Regions from separate parts of the Drosophila melanogaster genome. Here all the other regions are linked to region 1. Evidence: chromatin contacts called from public Hi-C and HiChIP or PLAC-seq data. All regions are on one chromosome and are shown on one strand. The core of a region is the stretch at or near the end of the contact, and the rest is flanking DNA. Distances in the headings are between cores, read along the strand shown.

The links. A called contact is a pair of places that touch in the nucleus more often than the background predicts. HiChIP or PLAC-seq counts read pairs in DNA pulled down with a chosen protein or histone mark.
Region 2: a contact with region 1 is called in a CP190 HiChIP or PLAC-seq map of the Kc167 cell line, with 7 times the contacts expected there. The contact joins the promoter of CG17010 here to the promoter of rho-6 in region 1. A contact is called at or near these places in 6 of 107 Hi-C or Micro-C datasets (the D17-c3 cell line, the Kc167 cell line, cellular blastoderm embryo and 2 more) and 2 of 6 datasets of contacts at active chromatin or transcription factors (both in the Kc167 cell line).
Region 3: a Hi-C map of the Kc167 cell line shows a contact between it and region 1, with 3 times the contacts expected there. The contact joins the enhancer-like site here to the promoter of rho-6 in region 1. A contact is called at or near these places in 11 of 107 Hi-C or Micro-C datasets (the Kc167 cell line, the OSC cell line, the S2 cell line and 4 more).

The regions. Positions count from the first base shown.
Region 1 is chr2L:12,130,895-12,135,498 of dm6, reverse strand. rho-6 (rhomboid-6) reads left to right here and starts at 2,088. Exons shown (of 4, transcript NM_176024.3): 1 at 2,088-2,405; 2 at 4,064-4,207; 3 at 4,434-4,604. The coding sequence starts at 2,160.
Region 2 is chr2L:12,354,909-12,359,427 of dm6, reverse strand. It overlaps CG17010, which reads right to left and starts at 2,987. Exons shown (of 2, transcript NM_135716.3): 1 at 2,836-2,987; 2 at 1,522-2,782. The coding sequence starts at 2,891. The coding sequence ends at 1,549. bru2 (bruno 2) reads right to left here. Exons shown (of 9, transcript NM_176025.3): 3 at 1,167-1,387.
Region 3 is chr2L:11,901,296-11,905,772 of dm6, reverse strand. All of the region lies in intron 3 of Pde1c (Phosphodiesterase 1c), which reads left to right. Among named protein-coding and RNA genes, the nearest start is that of Pde1c, 25 kb to the left of the region's middle. Within about 2 kb of position 1,427, at least 16 of the 39 cell types and tissues checked have an H3K27ac peak or open chromatin away from gene starts, as enhancers often do. A contact at or near this core is called in the Kc167 cell line, the S2 cell line and gut, where this site is marked.

The sequences.
Region 1 (4,604 bases), core at 839-3,338:
ACTTGCAACATAAGAGTTTCATCATTTGATAAGTCCTAAGTGCTGATTAAAATACAAGTAATCAAAATATTGTTTCTCCATCATATTAATCTTGAGATGAGGCTGGCTTTAAACTTCGAAACCCAATATTTTCTTTAAATGATTGTCTAGCCACGTGATCCGCACAAATAAAGCAGCACAGACATATCAGACACATCAGCCGGGATATGTGCCTGGGGTCTGGCTTAGTAGCCAACTTTCTTGCTTTCCTTCGGCCTTGCCGCATTTGTCAGTTTGCCGTTTATAGGGTGTATCTCCCACTTTTGTGGCACGTAGCCGTTGACTGTTAATGACTTCTGGCAACACAACCAGCAAAGGAAGTTTACGACAAGCACTGAGAAAAATGCGTGCAAGTTCAGTTGCTGTTTAAGTCAGAGAATTAAGAATTAAGATGGTGTAAGGCGAGAAAATGATAAAATATTTATATTGTTTATACACAACGTAGTAAAATGAAAATTGACATCATGTAATTAAGTTACATTTCACTAGCAAAATTTAACAAACCACTGCTATTTGTGTGTCCACGGTTGTGTGTTGTGCCAAGTGTGTGTTTCCTCGTTTATGTGTTTGCTTTATCTTAGTTCAACGTAGCGTCAAACTTAACTAGCCAAACAATTATTTCCAACGCTCTTGTGCATCCCCCCCTCTCTTTCGACATTTCTATTTCGCAATGCTGCCATCTCTTTCGCATCCGCCGAGAAGCCAAAAGTGCTCTTTATTGCTTGTTACATAAATATTTCATTAAAAGCCATTCATAACCAAGCATTCGGTGTTGACAGTCGCCTCCCACCATCAACGCCCACGCCCACGCCCACCACGTGTCCAACGTAGAAAGAGACGCCTGCTGCCAAACGAAAGAGAGAGAGAAATTTTCCTCTTGCACTTTCACTTGCAGTTGAATTTGCGAACGGTTTGGTAAAGAGGATTGAAAAACAAGATTTGTGGATTTTGTTTTTATACTAGGTAAAATTCAAAACACAATAACAATTACAATTACAACACACCCATTTCGTAGGTTTAATTTTTTCTTATTTTTTAAAACATTTCGGAACTATTAAATTTGTGTTTCAATTATAATATAGTCTTGTAATTGGAATCATGGCTTATTGTACATGCTTATGTATGCGATCGCAATATTTTCATTCTGATAATGTAAAACAGCTGTTGAAATCATCAAGATAAATCTTTAGGAGAAGAAAAACCGAAAAAAAACCGAGAATGAGAAGACTGCTACAAATTGTCTCTTTTTTGTTAAAGCATAAACTTTGAAATGAGTAAAAAAAAGCTCTCTCTGAAAGCTTAATCGCTACTGCCAAGAGAGCGAGTGCTTCTCACCACATTTCTGTGTTTGTGTTTGCTCCTCGGAATTGTTGCTGCAACCTGCGTGCAACATCGCCCGCACCAAAATGTCAAATGCCAAGGAAATGTTTTTAAAATAAGAGAAAATTCTATGTAGGAAATGGTGGTATTTAAATTATATTTCAGTTGTAATTGTTATTGTAAGTGTAAAATGTAAGAAATTAACATCACAATGACACAATGACTAATAATGTACAATAATTATTTATAATATTATCCTAAATGTAACAAAATGTAATCAATGAGATTACGCGCCAACAACACTAACTACCTACCTACCCTACCAACATGTGGTCGCTAAATGAAGCTCCACTGTCACTGCCGTATCCTGGTCCTGAACCTCGTCCTGCTGCACTGGTGACGTCCAATATTTTGTAGCGCCTCGCGGCACCAGCTATCTGTCATACAATTTATTCAAACTTATTCCCTGTAAATCGTTCTATAAAAAAGTTTCAAAACATATTATACATAATAACTACCAATTTCGTAATAAAGAAAATAATATCTTGAAGTGATCTCAAGATTTTTCTTAAAATAAGATGCAGTCGAGACAAAAACCGTAGGCCGCCTAAAAGCATGCTTCTGAAAGTCCCAAAATCACTGTATTAGCACAATGCTCGCAATGATGTTGTAGGCAACCGGCGTGATTCGATCGGATCGGAATGGATCGTGGGGCATTTGAAAGAACAATCACCCACTCGGCCTAGTCGCGCGTTCAACGTTCCGTGCATCGGTTGTCGCCGCCGACTTCGAATCGCATTATGTCTGCCCAAGTGGAGAGCAATGGTGCCAGTGAAAGTAATAACAATTGCGTCAAGGATGTCAGGCTCCTGCTGCTGCCGGAGAATTCCACGGATTCGGATGGCAATCCGGCGAGTGTCGCATTCAGTGCGGAATCGCACAAGAAATTCATTGATGACCTGACACGAACCATTGACGTGGGCCATGTGAGGAGGAAGCGATTGTGGCGGGTGCCCTGGTTTATTTTGCTGATGAGTTTTGTGCAGGTTCGATTTTATGCAGTTGCTCCACTTGTTCGATTCTCTATTATTTTGTGTTTTCCTTTTTTGTCTGCCCGTCAACGTGGCGTATGAGTGATTTTGTGATGCGTGTGTTCAATTCAGAAAATCATCTATATACGATGTGTATAGATGAAAAGCCCTCCGTCAGATAAGAAATTACGTAGGCTAATAAATTACCTGTGAATGTGTCAAAGGTGAAACTATATGTGATGACTACGGCGGTGCTTATCAATGTTAAATTAATTGAGTTATGAATTCCTTAATGTGAAACGAATTTTAAAATATTAATCACAAATATAAAAACAGAGTTTAAAGAATTTTATATTCAACAAAATATTATGAACTTTGAACTGATAAGCTCTTAATTTCTTACTCATGTTTAGCTAAAAAAAAAGCTAACATAAGTGATCTACAATGTGTTTGTTTATACTCCCGCATCTTAATAAGAATCTTTTTACTTGATTTGTTTTAAACAAAACATTTCGTTTGCTTTTGTTTTGTTTATCCGTGTATGGTGCCATTGTGTGAGTGCTTCGTAAATAATTGCTTTTCAATTCATATGAATTTTCATTCACTGGAAAATTTTTTCAATAGTTTACGTATGCGGATTTATTGCGGTTTTAACTAAGCGGAAAATAAGTGATATATTACACCAATCCATTCAATCAAAATGCACAACAAACAGACAAAATGAATGTGTTTTAAGAGGTTTTATTTAGACATCACTGATAAATTTGTCCTTTGATACAATTACTTTTCGATTTTTAGTTATTTAACGTGAATAAAAGTTGTGTTTGGGCAACATATTATAAGACAAATTAGCCATTTTAAGTTGGTCATTTGTTTTTTCTTCTATCAAGTGCTCAACCGCTTAATTGCCAATTGGCCCCTGGGAAATTGTCTTCGAAACAAAGTCCCACAAGTGTGGCCTATTTAATTTGAAACTCATTAATTAATACCTGACTGCATACCTTCATTACACACTCTGCACACTTAGTAATGCAGATCGGTGATTTGAAAGGTTTTATTGTTTGGCCCAACCCAGAAATCGATAATGATTACACAATCGAACGCGTCGCTTAGTCGTCCGATTTAGCAATATTGCCATTTTAGTCATCGGATTGATCGAGTGCTGCAACTTGGAGCTCTGGCATTTGTCATATTTGGTGGGATCGGGATGCATGTTGCACCGATTTGGTGTCACCGCCGTGTTTCTGCGGCTGCTGTCAACTCATGCGGCGCGCATTGTGCGGCATCTCAACTCAACACTCGCACTTTGCAGTTGGCCAAGTGTCGATCGATTGAGCGAAAGTGACAGCCAGTTACCATGACACTGTTCAGCAAAGTTGGGATTGCTTCGTTATGGCGAAGACAACTTACTTCTCACGATTTCAATCGAAAACTGCCACTTGCCTGAGTTTAATTCTTAACAAGAAGAAGTTATCATGAATTGCATTACTTTACTACACTTGTACATAAAATTCTAATTTTGCTTGTGAATAAGCTATATTCAAATTCCAAATATTCTACCAAAGTATGTTATTACATAAAGTGTCAGATAACTACCCTAAATATATGTTGCTCTAAATTTTTTCAAGTTCCATGCAGTATGGTGCAATGTAATCTTCTTTGCTCATTACCAGATATCTTTGCACTGGATAGCTAGTGAGTGTATGCAAAAAGTACTGATCTTCAAACCGGAATGGAACGTCGAGTACTGGCGCCTACTGACCTATATGCTGCTCCATTCCGATTACTGGCATCTGTCTCTCAACATTTGCTTTCAGGTGAGTACCCAACTTTGACCTAATGAACTCTAAACAATAGTTCGAATCAACAAAGTTAAAGTAGCTATAGAGATTCACTTTGTGAAGCAACGACTTTAATATTTCCTAAACTGCTCGTTTAAATGCCATAAAGCACTTAGTAGTTGGCAGTAATTCGATAGTCACATCCTGTCGCTAGCCACCTGTTGTTGCATTGTGTTACTAAGAAGGTTAATGTCTCTGCCAGTGCTTTATAGGTATCTGCCTGGAAGTGGAGCAGGGTCACTGGCGTCTGGCCGTGGTCTATATGGTGGGTGGCGTCGCTGGTTCGCTGGCCAATGCCTGGCTGCAGCCCCATCTCCATCTGATGGGTGCCTCCGCTGGGGTCTACGCCATGCTGGGAAGTCATGTGCCGCAC
Region 2 (4,519 bases), core at 1,738-4,237, 220 kb before region 1:
TAAGCTCTTATTTCGATAACTATTTGCTTGTAGCCATTTATAATGCTTCTGGGGATATGCTTATCGGATCTTAAATCTATAGATAGATATAGTTCTATATTGGCATGCAGAATTTTGGACACAGGACGAGCGCTTCATGCAAGCCATGCGGAGCAAATGGGACGTGAACAAAAAATCATGGGGACTACGGACTGTGTGAGGATTCGATTAAAATATATTACTTCGATTCGAAGTCTAGAAGTTTTCTTGGCCAACTACGAATATAGTGCCTGTGCCGGTATATAATATAGATACGTTTTCCTGAATTTGCAATATAAGTATTTGATTTTAGGAGTTGCGAGTGTAAGCAAAATGTTTTTCCTATATGTATATTTCTTCGTATTTATCTGAATTAAAATTTACTTTAAATAAAGAATGAAATGTGTTTAATATTTAATACAACATTTTTGTTCTATCTCTTTGTTTGACAATATTCCTGCTTTATTTATTTTAATCGGTTTACCAACGATAACTTCCTGCAACTTCGTACGCTAGCCATTTTGCCTGACCCACATAACTATCCGCTGCTCCATTATAACGATTAAATTATAATCCTATTCCGACTCGTAGCCACATAAACCACACTCCTGGAAGGGGTGGTTATCATCGAGTTAGCCGTGCTCGAACACCTTGCTCTGAGGATTAATCCACCCATACGCACACTTTTGGGCAGGATCAACAGCAACCCCTCTAGACCATAAATATGCATAATGGAATTTACCTTTTCGCTTTCGAGGAAAGTTTGCAAGCAAATGCGCATATTATTCTAATACAGTCAAAAATTAACCAGAGCAACATGCTCATGTCCTGCATCCTGCCACTGTGTGTGTGTGTGTGTGGGCGAGTGTGTGGAAGTTTTTCTCGTTTATACACGCACAATTATGGCCAATTACCCTGGCCAAAACTTTGCCCAACACTGCATTCCTGCCCGCAAAAACACCTGTGCTCGGGGTGTGGGCTTTAATGTTGATGGGTTCGCCATAAGCATAATCATATTACTTGATGCTTATCCGCACTGCCCGGGGAACCAGAATGGATGGACATTGTTGAATTTCATCGAACGCCTCCGAGTAATATGCCCATTTGTATGCCCCGGAGCTTGGGGCTGCCATCTTGTGTAAACTCACCTCGGCTAATCGATGTGACCTTGTCCCGTAGCACATTCAGTGTGTGAACGGGTCCGAACTGCTCGAACATTTGGCGTAGCCTCGTCTCGTCCCAGGTCTTCGGTATTTGGCCCACGAACATCTTGATATTGTCCGCATCCGGCTGATCCTTGATCGAATCCGGGCTGGTCGATTCCATGAGCTCCATTTTGACCGAGCAGTCACGCGTGGGACTTTGGTTGCTGCAATGCAGAAACAACTTTCAAGATTAATAATTTTGTAGATGTGTTTAATTATCAAATTATTTATATTTATTTTCAATGCTACAATCTTTTTCTATTGCCCTCTCAAGCCTTTTTAACTTATACACTTATTTAATATTTTCTATGCGAATAGTTTAATGTTATGCTTTGTTGGCAGGTGGCTCATTAGCAGTCTCCACGGGTTTCACAGGAGCTTGATCTGCGGTCTCCGCAGGCTTTGGAGGTTCATCAGTGGTCTCCGCAGGCTTTGGAGGTTCATTGGAGGTTTCCACTGCTTTCGGAGGTTCCTCGGAGGTCGTTGGTGGAGGTGCTTCCACAACCGGATCCTCCGGTGGAGGAGGTGCAGGTTTTTGCGGTTCTTCCACAACTTCCTTTTGGGAGTGTGCTTCTTCGGGCGTAGGGACTACCATTGAAGGCGGTGGCGTCTTTGTTACCATATTATCATCTTCATGTTGCGGACTAGAAGGTGGAATGACACTAAACGTGGGCGTCGAATAGCATAGGTCACTTTTGGCGCTTTCCTTGCCCGGAAAACTTGGCTGAGTGCCGCGGCGGCCCATGGAGTAGGCGGCGCAGGAGTGTGCCGCACTGATATGATGTTCTGTGGACAGTTTGGGAAATCGAGCTATGTGATAGGCCAAGCTGCCCATAAAGGCATCACCGGCACCCGAGGGATCGGCCAAGTGCGGCACATCGGAGGCGGGCACATGGGTGCACATATCTTTGCTCTTCTTGGACATGTAAACGGCTCCTTGCTCGCCCATGGTAATGATCACGCTCTTGGCTCCCTTTGCGATAAGAGTTTCAGCTGCTTTTCGCGCCTGATCAGGGGTTAACACTTCTTCCATATCGGTTAGGTTGGCAGCTGCCTCTTGATTCGCAACCAGAATAGTAGGCAAGCCAATCATGGCATTTGGAATATCTTTTCGCATTGGCGACATGTGGAGCAGGGAAACCCCCTTGAACTGACGCAACGCACACATGGTGGCATTCATATCCGTTTCCAGTTGGCAGAGAAGCACCTTCGCATCCTGAAAGGACTTCTTAGCCCGGGTCACATCCTTGGCCGTGAGAAATACATTCGCACCAGCCACGTTGATCTTGTACTGATCTCCATTCTCAGAAACCGCGATTTCACTCATGCCCGTGGGATTGTTCTCCACCTGCTGGACGTGCGTCACATCAACCTCGTGCTGTTGCAGGTGGTTTAGGTAGTCATCGCCCGATTCGTCCTTGCCCAACTTGGCGACCAGGACGGTGGAGGCCCCCAATTTGGCAGCTGCCACACACTGATTGGCTCCCTTGCCACCGAAACAGGTCTCCATGTACGTTCCGGCGACAAGTTCACCGGGTTTCGGCAATTCCGGGACATATCTGAGGTAATCAATTGACAAATTAAAGATTTTCTTTTCCTATACAAAACCTACGTTATATATTCGATGTTTGCCGTCCCGAAGACAACCACATCCAGCTTCTTTCCCATTTGAAAGGGCTGCGTAAGCCGGAAATTTTGAACAAAACTTAACAGAGATTTTGGTTGGGGGAAAAATTTCTACATTTCTGACATATGACAATACAGATCACTTGACCTTTAATCTGAATGATATTTTAAGATAGTCTTCAATATGTTATTTTTAATAAACGTAGTTTCATGTGGCTGAAAAGCAAGCCTCTAGGGAAATGATTCATGTAAATTTAGCCAATTAATTTCGCATTGATGCTGAGCAGCTTGCCAACTGTTTCTTTATCGATTTAAACATGTATTTCCATTACTGGCAAATAAAGTGATAGAAATTCTCAAATGGAAGTTTGGAACTTTTTCATTGAACTTTCATGGACAACATATTGTATTGCCGACCCCACTGAGAACAACTCCTCCGCTTTCTAACTTCATTTGCTAATGACCATAAAAAAAAGAGAGGGGATAACAACAAGCTGAACCATTCGTTCTCTGTCCCTGTCTGATGCCGAGTTGGCTAACAGCATAAAATACAAATACTAATTGTTATTAGCAAACTAATCTAATCTAAAAAGTTGTAAACGTTGTTACTTTTGTTTTGTGGTTGACCAGTCTCCGACTGCGAGTTCCAGCATGATGGTTCCGTTTCCAGGGGAGGATTCGGGAATGCTGGTCCTTGAGTGACTGGGAACGCATTGAACGCTCCACTTTGAGGTCACTTTCAGTTGGTTTTTGTGTGCTGCCGAAAAAGTTTTCCCTTTTTCCCGATTTTCCCAGCCGATGTTGTTTTTGCTCCTAATGGGGGTTTATTGGGTGCTCGTGATGGTGTACGAAATTGACTTTTGGTTGGCTGTCAATTTGGCCAGGGTCTCCGTTACGGAACCGATTTGCCGTAAGCAGAAGTTGTCAAGCAGTTTGGCCAATAAATTTCGGCTCTTAATTGGCTAAGCCAGTTAGTTGAAGTCGCTGAGCGACAGCGGTATGTTGGCATTAAGTATCGCTGATATAAAGGCTTAGTTTTTATAATGGCTATGTTTTTTAGAGTGCGGAATATAAATTAAAAAATTAATTAAAATACGCAAAAATATTAAGATGTATTCCGGTATTTTTATTTATAACTATCTATTAAAAACTGTCCGCGTTGCTCTTGTTCATCTAAGATCTTTGGATATATATTTTATGTAAAGAAATAGCATTGCATACTTTCAGGCTGGCAATCGAAGTTGCCATTATATATCTGGGCAAAGTGAGTGACAAACTTCTCCCCTGCTTTGGTACATTATTAACTTAAGCTATCGCACAGAGTCATCTGAATTGATGCCATTTAGGAAATTACTTCCAATTTACTTTAAAATTTCTTCATTTTCCAATTTCCTGCGTAAGTAATACCAGCGCTTGCAGCCGCGCCATCCATCTACCCTTACTCCCATTAGCCAGTTATGAACTGCCTCCGTTCCCTGGATGAAAACCCAGCGACAGTCAGTGAAAAGCTGCGTGAAAAGCGCCGCGGCTGCCGCGGGCCATCGAATGACAAAACGAAATTAATCTATTAGAGCCGGAACGAGGATGAGCCAAATTGTCTATGTCAAGGTGATAAATTCAGGCCTGCCTGCAGGTGAATAAGCCAAAAGGGGGTCGTCGAATCACTTGGG
Region 3 (4,477 bases), core at 178-2,677, 230 kb after region 1:
AATACACAAGCAGTGGAGGCAGTGGGCCAGATAGCACAGCTTGAGACCGAGGAGACTCCATCCATTCCGCTCTACGCAGTTCCACTCAACTCGACTTGACTTGTGGCCAACATGCGAGACTTGATATCCAGCTAGATATATGGCAAGGGACAACCACAATATTTAAGACCATCGGGGAAGTGGGACACCATTGCAGAAATTTGAACTATAATTTGCCGTGAAATTTGCAATTTAAAAGACTAGAAAGAGAGTAAGTGGCTCACAAAGCAACAAAGAAAGCTATTAAATGGCAGATAAAAAGTTTAATTTAAAACTTTCTCTGGGGAATGCTATTTTTATAAGGAATAATATTTAATATTTTATATGAAAGAATATAAGGCTCTTATGTAGTTTAATGTAAGATATTTAAAATGTGGGAGAGAAAATTTGGAAAAATATTTGTTTCCCCTTAAGTCTGTACGATTTATTAAAACCTAAAATGAATCTTAAGGCATCAAAAAATATTCAACGAATATTTAGATGTCGTAAAATGATATTGTATACGTGAGCAAAGTAAATAGAAAATTTCGTTTGCAACATAAACGAATACCAACAATTCAGATATTTTAAAAATATATGTGTTAAGAGCATGTCAGAAAACATTCAAGTTATCAATTAAGATGTTTTCATATTCATTTGATAGTAATTTCACTGCAATGCAATCTACTCAAAACGTTGAAAGGCATTCCCTTAATTATGGATCACAAAACACTACTCCCCCTGACAACTTTTTCAATTAGAACTGTGCATATCTTAGCAGGGACATTATTTTTCGAAAAACAAACCATCAACATGTAAATGTACATACTTTAACTTAGTTGAGGCAGCTGCTCAAATCTCGTTTATACGACCACCCAATAAATGTTTTTATTGGAGCATTTTCGGCACTTGCAGAGCAGATTGAATGTGAGAAATGGGACAGAGTGAGTGAGTAGAGGATTGGGTCAAATCCTTTATGGCTGATCCGAGGAAAAAAAACCCATTCCGATGATGTCTGCTCGCATTCAGTAAGGAGCCTTTGTTTTGTTTCTTTATTTAGCATGCGGAATGCAGACTTTGGATGACAAGGCATAAATAACTAAACACCTGCAGAATGTTGGGAGACAAGGACTCCTTTAACTTTTCCTAATCTTTTTTTTCGGTTTTTTTTTTCTTTTTTTTGTATATGTTTTGTTTTCGGCTGTCCTCGGTCGTTTGTCGTGTCTGCAGTAGCATTATAAATCACACACGACTCGTCTGCGTTACACCAAACATTTGTCAATATATCCTTGGCGCAGGGACTAACCAAAAGAATGCCTTCAGATTTACAACCAAAAGGAACTTGGTATTTTGAGAGGCGCCATCCTGCGGCTCGTAGTGAAAGCTAAACTAAAGAGTTTCTGAGCTTTGCGTGGTGAAAAGCTTTGGCAGTTAAGAGACTAAAAGTGGTCCTTTTTAATCAGCTGTTGCAGGAGATAAGCAAAACATATGCACATAGTAATCAATAGTGAACTCAAGGCTATTTTGGTTGATAAGATATGTAGAGAATCAGAGTGCTCAAAAATCATATTTATATGTTAAATTTAAAAAATCGACATAAAAAATATGTTATGTACCAAACACTGTTACTCAATTCAGAATATTTATTTAAGACATAATTTGTATAGTTTTTATTTTTACACAAGCCATATAAATAAATGATATATATATTTATTTATTTTGCTAAATATTTACTAAGATTAAAGTGCTGGTATGAAATTACTACAAATGCCTTTAAAACTTAGTTTGCTTCTTCTGTATTGATATATTAAAATATTTAAATTAATACATATATAAGAATTAAGAGAAACATTTATGAATATATTTGATCTGCTTTAAAACTGCTAAAACGCAATAACTGAAATGTAAGCAAATATTGACCTAATCTATAAGCGCTCTGAAACTATTTCTTGGATAAATATACTTTCTATAATTAGCCAATTGTGTGTTTTCATTTTGGCTGATAAACGTTTCAAGCATTTTCTGAGTATTTCCGCTCTTTGGTTTTCCAAGAGCTTTTATCACTGATGCTCTTGCCGGAGAGCTTCCGCTCTTGAAATGCTCGCTCTTCCTCTTCGGAGGACCAACACAGAGCCAGCTGAGGCAAGGACATGATTTGCAGCCAGTCAGTTGATTGGCAACACGTTTGCCGGAAGGTAATACGCCCAGCCGAGGACAACAGGAAGTGCCTGCAATCGCGACTTTGCCACTTCCGAATCGGGCTCGTAGTTATCGTCCTTACGGCTTCGTTTTGGCCCAGTGTGTATGCATAGTTCGTGCGGCCCATCCAAGTGAAGTTCCTGGCTGAAATGAAAGAAAGAAAAAGTGATTCGAGTGGCAATTTTAATTACTCAGCAAATTACTAAAAAAAAATATATGCGAAGCGAAAGGAGGCAAATTGCGCTGAAAGTGGATTGTTTGGCCAAGTCAACTTGTTGCTTTGAGTCTGTTTTCAGAACCTGTTGCCCTTCTGGCTGATGGCCATCGTCAATGGGAACCACAAAAAATCGCTGGTTAACAGCAAATATTTGCACAGCAATTTGTTGGCTTTGTCCTGGTTATGCGCCTCGATAAATTAACAGCTTAATGCCCCGGTTTGGTTGCCAGCAATTAGGACATAAGGACAACTGAACTACACATTAAACACGTTTTAAATTAACAATTATGTAACCCGAAAGAGAGAAAACCTCCCGGCAAAGGACACCTGATCCTGCTGTGTGCCAAACAATAACAAAAGCGGATTAACACTTAACTCGACGGCAATGATATGACCCACCGACCTGAAACAAAACCCTTCTTCATACCTAAAACAAAAACAACAAGAAATACCCGCTGGCGTTGGCTTGACCCGAAAACCTTTTGCTCAGTCAATCTAACTGGGGTTAGGAACCCTTTTCAGGTGTTGGTCGCACTTTTACAGGGGGGTTGCGTGGAAATAAAAACTCGAAAATTACACTATGCAACAGGAAATGAGCTACAAAAGTGCAAAAACCTAGCACGAACAACAAAACCAATTTGCATAGGCCTTTGATCGTATTTGGGTAAAACAAGCCGCACAACATTTTTGATTAATTTTCATTAGAAGTTCAAAAGTTGCTACCGCCTGGCTTTTGTTGTCCAGTGCACCGAGAAGTGAGCAACCAATTGTTGTCCTTAAGCCGCAAAATTTACCCAAAGTTTATATTTGCTGGCCCTTTATTTTTATTTATGTCCGCACATATATACATATATACTCAAATATATTTCTGGACCCGGCCTCAACAATTTGCCTTTTATCCATTGCTGGTTATTCTTCATTTTTTTTATTGGTTGATGGCTTGGTAGCTTGGTATATCTGCTTTTCCGGCAGTTTCCTTTTCAGTTTCAACGCGAAAATGTTTCCAACTGAGTTGATTATACTGGGCGCAAATCAAAGGCTGCCAACGGCCGCCCTTTTGTATCCTTATATCCCGGAATCCTTAAATTTTCAACATTCTCTTTTCCACTCTTTGTTCGATATATATATATACACATAGCACAGTCTTTTATCTGCGTCGAGCTTCCTCATGACGTGACCTTGCGAGTGGGGTTGGATTTTCGTGGGGGTCGTGTGTCCACGGGGGATGGGTTGGATATTTGCGACCTAAATATTTCAGAATTAATTTACCAAATTAAAGCCGGTCTGCTTATCCAAGCCACTGAGCATCGCAATTTATCTGCGAACATGGCCGCACACACCCATACACACGCACACACAGACACACTAACACGCACATAAGCACTAACACCTATGCATGAGGAACGCCCAAAGGTAATAATTAGTATGGCCCAGCGAACAAAAAATCAAGTGAAAGCGATGGAAACACACAACTATAACTTGCTATACGTTGAACAAAAATGTAGATATTCAGATTAGAAGAGAAATATGATTTAAAATCTTAAAAATTTTTTATATATCCATACTTTCTATGAGGAGATTTCTGTTTATGAAACGGAAAACGGAAATACCGGAAAATGGGTTGATTAGTTCAATTTATTTGAAGTGTATGACATTTTTCCCGTGTATACATAAAACTCGCAGATATAAAAATCCATAATCCCAACCTGGTAGTTTATTCTCTTCAAAGAGTCGGAACATTGAGACCATCTTTCAGGGTGTTGACACGACATAAACGAAGATAGCACAGCGAAAGAGACCGGTAATAAAACCTGGTTCGTCTATATAGCACAGTAATACTAGCATTTTTAACATTTCGACAGGTAGATAAACGAGCAACAAAATTGTTACGTCAATTGAATGCAGACAGACGGAATCATAAAAGCAAGATAGAAAGTTCAGTGGTTTTTTTTATGTGGATTATGATTTGTGCGCTGCGGAAAGCAGAACCACCAGTTGCGGATTAAAATCCTTTTGAAATCAGCTTAAGTGTAGAGAATTATG